Linked DNA regions of Mus musculus: region 1 is linked to region 2. The links are chromatin contacts, called in public Micro-C maps. All regions are on one chromosome and are shown on one strand. Each heading gives the region's core, a stretch centred on a gene start, on an enhancer-like site or on the middle of the called end of the contact. The rest is flanking DNA. Distances are from core to core; before and after follow the strand shown. Region 1 has its middle 10 kb from the start of Gm38594. Region 2 holds the start of Matn2 (matrilin 2).

Region 1 (6,125 bases), core at 2,654-5,153, 130 kb before region 2:
ATAGTTCGTACTGTTAATGTCTTCAAGGTGCCTCACCTATAATTTTGCTCTTACCTACACTATGAACATAATATATTGATCAAGGCTCTCTCTTCCAAAAGACCAAAGAACAACTCTGTCACTACTGTTAAAACTTTGCATTCTCTGTCATAATCATTGATCTATTTCATTTCTTTTTAATCTTAATTTTCACTTTTCATCCTTATGTTAGTCAGTGTTCTATTAATGTGAGGAGACACCATGACCATGGCAATTCTTTTTTTTTCAAGACAGGATTTCTCTGTGTAGCCCTGGCTGTCCTGGAACTCACTCTGTAGACCAGGCTGGCCTCGAACTCAGAAATCCGACTGCCTCTGCCTCCCAAGTGCTGGGATTAAAGGCGTGTGCCACCACGCCTCCTTGACCATGGCAATTCTTATAAGAGAAGGCATTTCATTGGGGCTGGCTTACAGTTTAGAGGTTTAGTCCATTATCAGCATGGTGGCATGGTGCTAGAGAAGTAATGAAGAGTTCTACATCAGGGTCCACGGGCTGCAGGGAGAGAAAGACACATAAACAGACTTGGGCTTTTGGAATCCCAAACAAACCCCCAGTGACACGCTTTTTCCAACAAGGTTGTACCTCCTTATCCCTCTCAATGGTGCCACTCCCTCATTTAAATCTATGTGAATACACTGTCACTGTCTTACACACACCAGAAGAGCGCACTGGATCCTGTTACAGATGGCTGTGAACCACCATATTGTTGCTGGGAATTGAACTCAGGACCTTTGTAAGAGCAATCAGTGCCATCTCTCCAGCTCCAAAACTAATACTTCAATAGCTAAATTGATCCTTCTTGGTCCAGTATGGTAGTGTATGCCTTTAATCATAGCACTTGGGAGGAAAGAGGCAGGTGGATCTCTGAGTTTGATCTACAGAATGACTTCCAAGACAGCCCAGGCTACTCAGAGGAACCCTGTCTTAAAACAGCAGCAGCAGCAGCAACAACAACAACAACAAACCAAAAAAAGCTGCAATCAATTAAACAAACAAAACAATAAACCAAACCAAACCAAGGCAAAACAAATACCCCCCCCCCAGGCCCTTCTCAGAGTGGAAGCAATGGCTCATGCTCAAATATTAAGCACATATACCACTTCTGCAGAGGACATAAGTATGGTTCCCAGCAAGTTTGGTGGCAAGCAGCTTCAGAGTTTCAGTGCCTTCTGGTCTCCTTAGATATCTACACTCATAGATGTATACCCGCACAGACCCAGACACAAAGACGTACTTTAAAAATGAAACGTAATTTTTTAAAGGAAGAATTTGTCTTTTTTCATCTACCTAAATCAACCTACATTCTTTTGTAGAGTTCTTACTATCCCCTTTCCTTACTATTCTTTGTTTGTTTGTTGGTTGGTTTTTCAAGACAGGGTTTCTCTGTATAGCCCTGGCTATCCTGGAACTTACTTTGTAGACCAGGCTGGCCTCGAACTCAGAAATCCACCTGCCTCTGCCTCCCGAGTGCTGGGTTTAAAGGCGTGCGCCACCACGCCCAGCTTTTCTTACTATTCTTGAAGTTAGCATACAGTATAACAGGTTTCATTACATTTTCATGTATGCATACCCCGTGCTTTGTATATTGTTGAAGTCTTTCTCTAACCTAGTTCCCTGGCCTTACTTCTTAGAAATAACTATAGCCATTTTGCCTCACGCCTGCCAGCCATTCCATATTGATAATGCTAAGAAAGAAAAAGGCAGCCTGACTATAAGACACAGAGAAATAATTTGGCTCAAAGCAAGTTTAAATTGACCATATATACACTGTGCTCAGATATTTGTTGTCACATTCTGAGAACTGCTCTCCTTGGAAAATTCCCCAGCTGCAGCCTTCACTCAGGACCAAGCAGGATAGGGGTCAGCTTGAACTGTTATGTCTAATTTACTAACGAAATTTGGAAAAAAGAACAAGCCCCCTGCAGCCCATCCCGTCTCACCTTCTCATTAGCCTAGCATGGTTTTTTTTCTCCTATATAGACTGACCCTGAATAATGTACAGGCGAGAAGCTTTCATCTCGATTCTGAAGCGGTTGCCCTGATTGGTAAGTCTTTAGGTGTGTGTTCAATAAACTATCCTTGTTTGACTGAGATTGCTGTTCATGTGGTTTGTGGGGGCAACTTCTGAACTGCAACAATTTTTGACTTCAAACAGTCCTCTCCTGCCCCTTCTGGTAATTTCTGTCTTCCCTTCTGTTTTCACCTTTTTCTGCCTGCCCGTCTGTCTGTCTCCCCCACCCCACCCTCTCTCTCTCTCTCTCTCTCTCTCTCTCTCTCTCTCTCTCTCACACACACACACACACACACACACACACACACACACACACACACACACACGCGCGCGCGCCATGTGTATATACATATATGAATGCATGTATGCACACAGGATTGTCTTTCCAATGGGAAAGATGAAAAACCTGGTCTTCCATCCAGAAAGCTAAGAATTGGAAATGATTGGTGATCTGCATTATCTGTTGGGCTAGACCATATTATGTTCCTACAACCAGAACTAGAGGTGGCTAATAGCCTAAATGACCTCTATGTTACATATGACCCGGCCAGACTCTCGGGCCCACAGGAGCATAGGTCTAGAAACCATTTTCTTTGAAGAAATGACACTACCTTGAACTGAGTTTTAATGTAATTACACTTCTCTGTGCACCAGGGATTATATTGTACCAGGACAGTCTTTCTTTCTTTCTTTCTTTCTTTCTTTCTTTCTTTCTTTCTTTCTTTCTTTCTTTCTTTCTTTCTTTCTTTCTTTCTTTCTTTCTTCAAATTACACCGAGCTGAAATACATTGGGAACAAACCACCTGTTATTAGACTTCCTGAAGTCTTATCCAGGTTGAAGAAAATCTTGAAAATTGAAAACCAAATCTGAGTTTTTCTATCTCTTCCTGCAGTTTGCTTCCCTGTACAACACTGCAGTGACCCCCTTAACATAAGGCTCTTTTTATTACTATTATTGTTATTTTCTCCTCTCTCTCTCTCTCTCTCCCTTCCTCCCTCTCCCTCTCCCTCTCCCTCTCCCTCTCTCTCTCTCTCTCTCTCTCTCTCTCTCTCTCTCTCTCTCTCTCTCTCTCTTTCTTTCTTTTTTGAGACAGAGTCCTCTACACAGCCCTGGCTGCCCTGAAATTTACTATGTAGACTAGGCCATCCTGGAACTCACAGGCATCCACCAGCCCCTGCTTCTGGAGTGCTGGGATTAAAGGTGTGAGCCACTGCCCAATACTGATTTCTTTTTTGTTGTTCTTGTTTTGTTTTTCCAAACAAGGTTTCTCTATGTAGACCTGAATGCTGGAACTTACTCTGTAGACCAAGCTGGCCTTGAACTCAAGACATCCACCTCCCTTTGCCTCCCAAGTGCTGGAATCAAAGGTGTGTGTCACTGCCACCTGTGGGACTGTGAAAGGCAGCCTGTTTTCTGGTCAAGCTAGGTTTAAACCCTGGAGACTCAGCAGATAACTGCAAGGGATGGAAAGTGTTTGCCTGCACACTCCTAGACACCAGGCTCCTGACACAAGGCCTCAGCTCTCCATAAGTCAAGTAGGGCAATGCCCCAGCCCCTCCACAGGTAGAGGACATGACCACAGGTCATGTAGCCTCAAGACAGATCTCCACTGTAGTGAGATACCTAAAGGCCTGAAGGGCTTAGCCAATTAAGCTTTCCTTCCCAGACACTCCTCCCTGCAAAAGGTATTTAATCTTAGGCCTGCCCTGAGAAAGTGGGGTGAGGTTTCACTCAACACAACTCTCCGGCATGCCAATAGACGCCTTAAAACTGTGGACTTCCTCTACTCATCGAGACCCACTGTGGGGAACAATGGAGCCGGAAGCCTCTCTGCATTCTCAGCCAATCTCCATCAAGCAAGCTGCTGTCGAACCAAGCACAGGACACTTCTCCCCGAGAGAACCAGGCGGAGCTCTCCTTCTGCCCTTTCCCTTCAGTCCTGGGCTAGAATCGGCTCACGGGCCTCACTTCGTTCTCAGCTCTTCCGAGGCATCCAGCAGCAGCATCTGCGGTGCTGAGGACCCTGAGCCCTAGCCCTGTGGTGGGCCAACCGTGGGACACCACTTGTCGCCCACAGCCACCCAGTCCCTTAGGAAAGATTTATTTTTATTCTGTGTGTATGGATGTCTTGCCTGCGAGTCTCTGTGTGCACTGTGTTGGTGGTACCTGCTCCCCTGTAAGAGCAACAAATTGCTCTAGCCGCTTTAATACTGATTTTCATTGGATCGTTGAAAAGAATTTAGGGTTTAAAATAAGAAGAGTCAACAGCACTGTTTCAGTGTGAAAAATATTGATTACTTTAAAAATAAAAAAGAATCTCAAATTAAGATAGGGAGATAGCCTGCTGGTCTCACCTCAGTTTTACCAGCTTATCAAAGCCTGCTTGAGACAATGACTGTTTCAAAGTATTTGTGACTCGCTCAAGCTTCAGGTAGTGACCAGGTTAACTGCCCCCAAGTGGAGCTTATAGGTTATTACACCTCAGCAGATTTCAACATTCTGGAGCTTTTAATCTTAAGCACATTAATTTTAACAAAACATTTAATTTTCAACAGGAGTTAGACTTATTTTCAGGTTACTTTTATTTTGAAAGTCTTTGGTATGTATGTACATATGTATGTATGTATGTATGTATGTATGTATGTATGTATGTATGCATTGTATTTTTGAGATAGTATCTCAAAAATTGCTGTCTTGAAATTGCTATGTATTTGGATATGACCCTGAACATCTTATCTGGAATTCTACCTCCAGCTCACAGGTTCTGGGATTGTAGCATGTGTCACTACAAGTTATACAATGTGGTGGGTGGAACCCAGCATCTCCTGCATGCCAGGCAAGTCTTCAACCAACTGGACTACACCCCAACCACACAGCCTTGCTGTTCAGGAGTGTAAAATAGTACAGCCACTCTAGAAAATAGTTTAATGAGTTTTATTTAGTTGTTTTAAAAGTTTTTTATTAATTATTTTTTTCTTGTATGTATATGTGTGTATACATGCATGTGTGTGTGTATGTGTGAGTGCAGGTACCCATGGAATCCAGAAGAGGGTATCAGAGTCCTTGGAGCTGGAGTTAAAAGCAGCTGTGAGCAGCCTAATGTGAATACTGGGAACTAAACTCAGGTCCTCCCCAAAAGTATTATGCATTTTTAACTGCTGAACCATCTCTCCAGACTCTTTTTTTTTTTTAACACTAAAACTGTATGAGCAATGACCATAGAATGCAATAATTATAATGGAGACATTTGTTTAGATTGATGAAACTTCTGTTTATACAAAAATAGCTACAGGAATGTTCACTGAAGTTTAATTCAAAAAAAGTTAGAAGCTGGAAATGGCAGCAAAGTCTCCCAGGAGAAGGGTGAGCAGATTGTAGTACATTGTAACATATTTTAAAAGTATATAGTAGCTCCTTTGCCTTCTAGCTCCTCCTCTGTTCTCTTGTCCCTTCCCCTTCTCTTCCCCCCTCCCTCCATGTGCTCATGGCCAGCCTCTACTCTACTTTCTCTGCCTTTCTCTGTCTCTACAACGCTTTCAACTCCCCTCCCCATGCCATGAACAAACTATTCTATACAAAAAAAAAAAGTTATAGTAGTGAACTACCTATATACAATTGAGCTCTTTTCACAGGAATTATTCAGATTGTATAATTCATGTACAGAACAATCTTCTTTGCCTTAAAATTTTTAAACATTTAATCAGTGTGTGTGAATGTGTGTGTGTGTGTTTCTAAGATTGAAATGTTGCTTCAATCTCAACGTTGCTTCTGTGCCAAAGGCTGCACCTATGCTCAAGGTTGCTCCTGCTTTCTGAAGGTTTTGGGTTTGTTTGTTTTGTTTTTTAAGCTAGAATCTTTTTCTTTTTATTTGTTTGTTTATTTTTTATTTTTTAAAAAAAGATTTATTTATTTATTATTTATTTGCTTGTTTATTTATTTACTTAATATATGTGGGTACCCTGTCTCTGTCTTCAGACACACCAGAAGAGGGGCATCAGATCCCATTACAGATGGTTGTGAGCCACCATGTGGTTTCTGGGACTTGAACTCAGGACCTCTGAAAGAGAAGTCAGT
Region 2 (5,771 bases), core at 469-2,968:
TGCCATCCCAGATTGGTAATCCCAGAGTCTGGGAGTTAGCTCGGTTCCCTGCTACTGATCAGTCCTGTTTTCTCTCTGTCTCTCCTAGGATGGCCACTATCTCAGGTAATGTTTCCTCTCTTAAGGAAGTTATAGAAATCCTCCCTTCTGGGCTGGAAAGATGACTCAGCAGTTAAGAGCACCGACTGCTCTTCTGGAGATCCTGGGTTCAAATCCCAGCACCCACATGGTGGTTCACAACCATCCGTAATGACATCTGACGCTCCTCTGCTGTGTCTGAAGACAGCTACAGTGTACTTATATATAGTAATAAATAAATGCTTAAAAAAAGAAATCTTGCCTTCTATAATTTTTTATTAGATATTTTCTTCATTTACATTTCAAATGCTATCCCCAAAGCCCCCTATACCCTCCTCCTGCCCTGCTCCCCAACCCACCCACTCCTGCTTCCTGGTCCTGGCATTCCCCTGTACTGGGGCATATGATCTTCGCAATACTAAGGGCCTCTCCTCCCATTGATGGCCGACTAGGCCATCCTCTGCTACATATGCAACTAGAGACACAGCTCTGGGGAGTACTGGTTAGTTCATATTGTTGTTCCTCCTATAGGATTATAGACCCCTTTAGCTCCTTGGGTACTTTCTCTAGCTCCTTCATTAGGAGCCCTGTGATCTATCCAATAGATGACGGTGGGCATCCACTTCTGTATGTGCCAGGCATTGGCATAGACTCACACAAGAGAGCTATGTCAGGGTCCTGTCAGCAAAATCTGTCTGGCATATGCAATAGTGTCTGGGTTTGGTGGTTGTATATAGGATGGATCCCCGGGTGGGTCAGTTTCTGGATGGTCTTTCCTTCTGTCTTAGCTCCGAACTTTGTCTCTGTAACTCCTGTCTCTGTAACACAATGGAGTACTACTCAGCAATTAAAAACAATGAATTCATGAAATTCTTAGGCAAATGGACGCATCTGGAGGGTGTCATCCTGAGTGAGGTAACCCAATCACAAAAGAACACACATGGTATGCACTCACTGATAAGCGGATATTAGCCCCAAAACTTAGAATATACAAGATACAATTTGCAAAACACATGAAACTCAAGAAGGAAGACCAAAGTGTGGATACTTTGTTCCTTCATAGAATGGGGAACAAAGTACCCATGGAAAGATTTAAGTTTTTGAGTCTGATCTGAACTAGCATCTTAATGGCCTTTCCCATCCCAGTGGCTGGTCCAGGGCCAGTGGATACTAGTAATATGAATTGGCGCTGGTGGGGCTGTCCTAGACTGCCAAGACAACTTCTGGCTGTGTCATCAGTCATCTTAAGTCTCACCACTTCTTTCTTCATCATCGTGCTCCATGGATGCCTCCCGAAGAAAATGATTCTCAATTCATGTTATATGACTCCAGCTGTGTCTCCTGTTACCAGGAAACCCTCACCCCACTTCACTCCCGCCCCAGACCCACACGCTCCCTAAAGTCTCCAGTTACTCCAACCTCTGGAGATCCATTCATTCCACAGGGACTAGGGATGCACCAGGAGTCTGAGGGTGGCAGCAGGCAAGGAGAGCGTCTTTGGCCCCGAGCTGGGGGCTGCCTGTAGCGTGGGGCAGCTCTGACTGCTGCCTCTCCCCGCCTTCCCCGTCCCCAAAGAGGACACCCCTCCTTCCGCCCGCCCGCTTCCAACCCTTGTACGGCACCGCCTCCTCGCGCCGCCCTTTCAGGGAGCCTCCCAGGCAGCCAGCAAGCGCGGAGAGCGCACTGGGATGGGACTTGAAGGCGGCTTCTCAGGACACGGCGCTGGCGCGGGATTCTTGTTCGCGTCCGGGGATCGGTGCCCAAGGAGCTCTGCGGTCCTCTGCGGGGCGAGGCGGCGGACCACGGAGACTGACACTCACAGCTGCTCCCCTGTCTCTCTTCCCGGGTGTCGGCGGCGGTGGCTGCAGGTGAGCGCGGCGCGCTGACCCGGGAGCAGATGACCCACTGACCGACAGACGCAAAATCTGTCCCTCTCCTGGGGGACCCGCTGTCTCCCTGTGGAGAGTGGGAGAGAAAGGCGGCGCTGCAGGTCCCCTCGGCCGGGAGAAGTCCCGCCACGCCGGGCCAGGCGCGGGACACATGGGGCGGCAGTAGTACCCGAGGGCCCCGCGGGGGCGCTGTGCTTCGCTGCAGGGACACTCAGAACCCCTCCACACTGACCAGGGAATAGGGACTTGTTGAGTGGGTTTGCAGTGACAATCCTATCTACCAGGTAGAAAATAACTTGGTTCCTCCTGTAGGCTGGTACCTCAAGACCAGTGTCATCTAGATTTCCTTTGCTTTCTGTGTCCAGCTCTGGCTTCCTTGTATTTCGGAAGAGGGATAAGAAGAGGGCATTTTGTGTTGCTGGAAAACTGGACGACAGTTTGGGGAGAGGACAGAAAAATATGGGGACAAACCCTTGTAAGGTCTCCCGGAGTTGGTGTTCTGGAGATACTGTACAGTAATCACTGTGGCGCTCCCACAGTGCATCTACAGGATGCAATTCCCATTAGCCTTTGAGGAATGGACAACGAAGCTGTAAGGGTAAAGGACAGAGGTTTGGGAATCAGCAGGCCTCGTTCAAACCCCAGCTGCCAAGTTTACAGGCTGGAGTACTTGGAGACAACCAGCAACACAATGCCTCAATTTTCTCATGCATCTAGAGGGGATTATAATGCCTACAGGATTAAATGAGATTTCATTGAAGTACAGAGAATAGTTCTAAAAGTCTCTTACTGCTAGTGAACTCTGCTACCCACCTTTCTAGAAAAGGAAGGAATCTGTGTGAACACTGAATTCATCCCCTCCCTAATTCTAGGACAAAACCTTTTGAGGGATGCTCTAAGATGGCAGATAATGTATATGTGTTAGTGGAATTTTTGTGCAAATGTCCATTCGAGAACATTCCCTGCCTGCTTGCTTGCTTGCTTTCTTTCTTTCTTTCTTTCTTTCTTTCTTTCTTTCTTTCTTTCTTTCTTTCTTCCTTCCTTCCTTCCTTCCTTCCTTCCTTCCTTCCTTCTTTCTTTCTTTCTTTCTTTCTTTCTTTCTTTCTTTCTTTCTTTCTTTCTTTCTTTTTTTTCAAGACAGGGTTTCTCTGTATAGCCCTGGCTGTCCTGGAACTCACTTTGTAGACCAGGCTGGCCTCGAACTCAGAAATCCGCCTGCCTCTGCCTCCTGAGTGCTGGGATTAAAGGCATGCACCACTACGCCCGGCCCTGCCTTCTTTCAAAGTGATAATTTCACAAAGCCAGCCAAGATACCAAGGTGAGTTTGTAGCCAGGAAGGTTTCCTCTAAGCTTCCTGTTTATTCTGTTTAGAAGGTTTCCTCTAATGTTTGTTCTCTTAGAAACTCCATTGAAGAAGGAAAGGCTGCAGGTTTTCATCTTCTATCTCCCTTCTGTTCCTGCTTTCATTTCAGTTGACAGACTTCAGCTTCAGACCCCCACATAACCAGCCAGATCTCTTCTATAAACCCAGGTTTTGGAGGTTCTGGCTTCCAGAGTCCAGACCCAGGTGGTCAAGAGGCATGGGGCCTGAAGTTCATCGCTGAGGATATCATAGCATAATTGAAACCTGAGACAGCCTTGGATAACAGGCAGGTCAAACTCCTATTAGCTAAGACCACGCATGTCTGACAGCAAAAGGCTAGGTGAAAGCTGAGCATGGTGGTGCATGTCTATAACCCAACACTTGAAATGCAGAGAGGCAGGAGGGTCCGAAGTTCAAAATCATCCTTGATTACATAGTAACTCTAAAACAAACCTGGACTACATGAAACCCTTTCTCCAAAAACCAAAAGGGGAAAAAAAAAAGACAATTGGAATGAGGCTCAAGATTTTAAGAAAGGCAAAGAGATGTTGCTCCTTGAAAGACAAGGAAGAAAAATGAGCCACTGGAGAGTCTGAAAAACAATTTCCAGTTTGCCTAGAAGCAGTTCTTATTGGTAACTGAGAGAAGGCACCGAGATATGGGAGTGTGAAGGAAAGAGGGGGAGAAAGCTTGGTCTCAGGGGAAGCTGAGTGAGTGAGCAGTGACCAAGGAGATGCTGGGATAGATAGAGCTCAATGGAGAGGTAACACCAGCCCCGCCAGCAAGGGCCTTTCCAGAAGTTGCTCTGGCATTTGCTTGCTGGTTCTATCCCATGCACAATCTCCTTTCCCGGGAGTCCCAGTTCTCTGGGGGAAGCTAAGCGGGATTTCCTTCCCTGTCTAAGGGAACAAACACGGGGGATGACATACACAGCTCTAGGGATGGCTGATACCCCAGAGAGTGGTGTACATCGTGTTGCTAGGAAACAGTGCCAGGATGCTCTTCCAAGAGCTCTCAGAACTCCAGCTCATTTTAGCAGTGCCTCAGAGAGTCTGGGTGTGTAAGGCCTAGACTGCAAAATTGGCTGCAGCCATGGAAGAGGTTAGGAGACAGGAAGGAAGCCGAGAGGAAAAAGTGAAGTGTGTGCATTCCTGAATGTGGTCAGGATGCAGAGGGCAGATGGAAACTGGTCTAGGTGTAGACAGCTACTAAGCCAAGGAGTCACTCTGACCATGAAAGGACTTGAGGAAGAGAAGATGAGCTCCTTGCTGGACTAGCTGAGTCAGCAGCCCATCTTCACCTCTAGTTGGAAGTCACAGACAACATGTCAGGTTAACCCAGTAATAACCAGGGTGTGAAGTGTCGAGCTGCCTATGGGTAGTCTTTATGTTCTAGCATGCATTGGCTTCCGGTTTGCTGGCCATGCAGGAGATGGCAGTTCTGATAATAGGTGGAAGGAAGATAGGAAAGGCCCAGCTCTGAGATTTAGTCTCAGCATGGCCTGATTATATGTGAATACTTAGAGTGAAGGACACAGTTGCCGAACTGATGTCATCTCTCTGATTGCCTGAGAGGTTTCGGGGGGCCGGGGGGGGGGTTTCTTCATTGTTTTACCAGTCAACTAGCTCTGAAGCCTTGGAGGGTCTCTAGCTATAAACTTTAGCGTTCTGTTCTCAAAAGTAAGATCTTATCTGCTTTGGTGGGGATCAAGCAAAAATACTTGGTTCCCTGCCTAACCTGTCATAGGCACTAAGCTAACATTAATGTTCTTTCTACTTTTTTCTTTTTTTTTTTTTTAAGATTTATTTATTTATTATATGTAACTACACTGTAGCTGTCTTCAGACACACCAGAAGAGGGAGTCAGATCTCATTACGGATGGTTGTGAGCCACCATGTGGTTGCTGGGATTTGAACTCAGGACCTTTGGAAGGGCAGTCGGGTGCTCTTATCTGCTGAGCCATCTCACCAGCCCCTACTTTTTTTCTTAATTATCTACATTTTTATTGTATGTATTTTGTGTATGTATCTGTGTTAGCACACACATAGAGGTCAGAAGACAACCTGTGGAAGTTCGTTCCCTGCTACCACATGGGTCAGTTTACCCACTGAACCATCCCCCCAGCCTGCCACTTCCTTTTCTTATGTGAATGGGGCTTAGCATTGGCTATAGACTTTTTTAGGAGAGCAGGGTTCTGTGGGTCATGCTTAGGTAGAGATACCACTTTGTTGTCATGCCTCTTACTGATGGTTCATTACATACCAGAGAGTTGTGACACACAAGTGAGGTCCCTTGAATATAGACAGCCAGATCTCTCAAGACCCACAGCTCATTTGTTCTTGACTCTGGAGGGACCCTACTTTTCTGGTGACTCAGATAGTGATGCTTAGAAGGTCCCCAGCTGTTAGAGCAGCCTCCTTTCTCTGTCCCAACCTCTTGGT

Evidence for each region. A called contact is a pair of places that touch in the nucleus more often than the background predicts.
Region 1: a contact with region 2 is called in a Micro-C map of embryonic stem cells, with 2.8 times the contacts expected there. The contact joins the enhancer-like site here to the promoter of Matn2 in region 2. A contact is called at or near these places in 6 of 39 promoter capture datasets (the 3T3-L1 cell line, embryonic stem cells, hippocampal neurons and 1 more), 3 of 484 Hi-C or Micro-C datasets (embryonic stem cells and myocytes), 2 of 115 datasets of contacts at active chromatin or transcription factors (both in embryonic stem cells) and 1 of 9 other capture datasets (adipose tissue).

The regions. Positions count from the first base shown.
Region 1 is chr15:34,173,153-34,179,277 of GRCm38.p6, forward strand. No RefSeq gene overlaps it. Among named protein-coding and RNA genes, the nearest start is that of Gm38594, 10 kb to the left of the region's middle. Within about 2 kb of position 3,904, at least 16 of the 459 cell types and tissues checked have an H3K27ac peak or open chromatin away from gene starts, as enhancers often do. A contact at or near this core is called in embryonic stem cells, where this site is marked.
Region 2 is chr15:34,304,963-34,310,733 of GRCm38.p6, forward strand. It overlaps Matn2 (matrilin 2), which reads left to right and starts at 1,719. Exons shown (of 19, transcript NM_001358780.1): 1 at 1,719-1,946.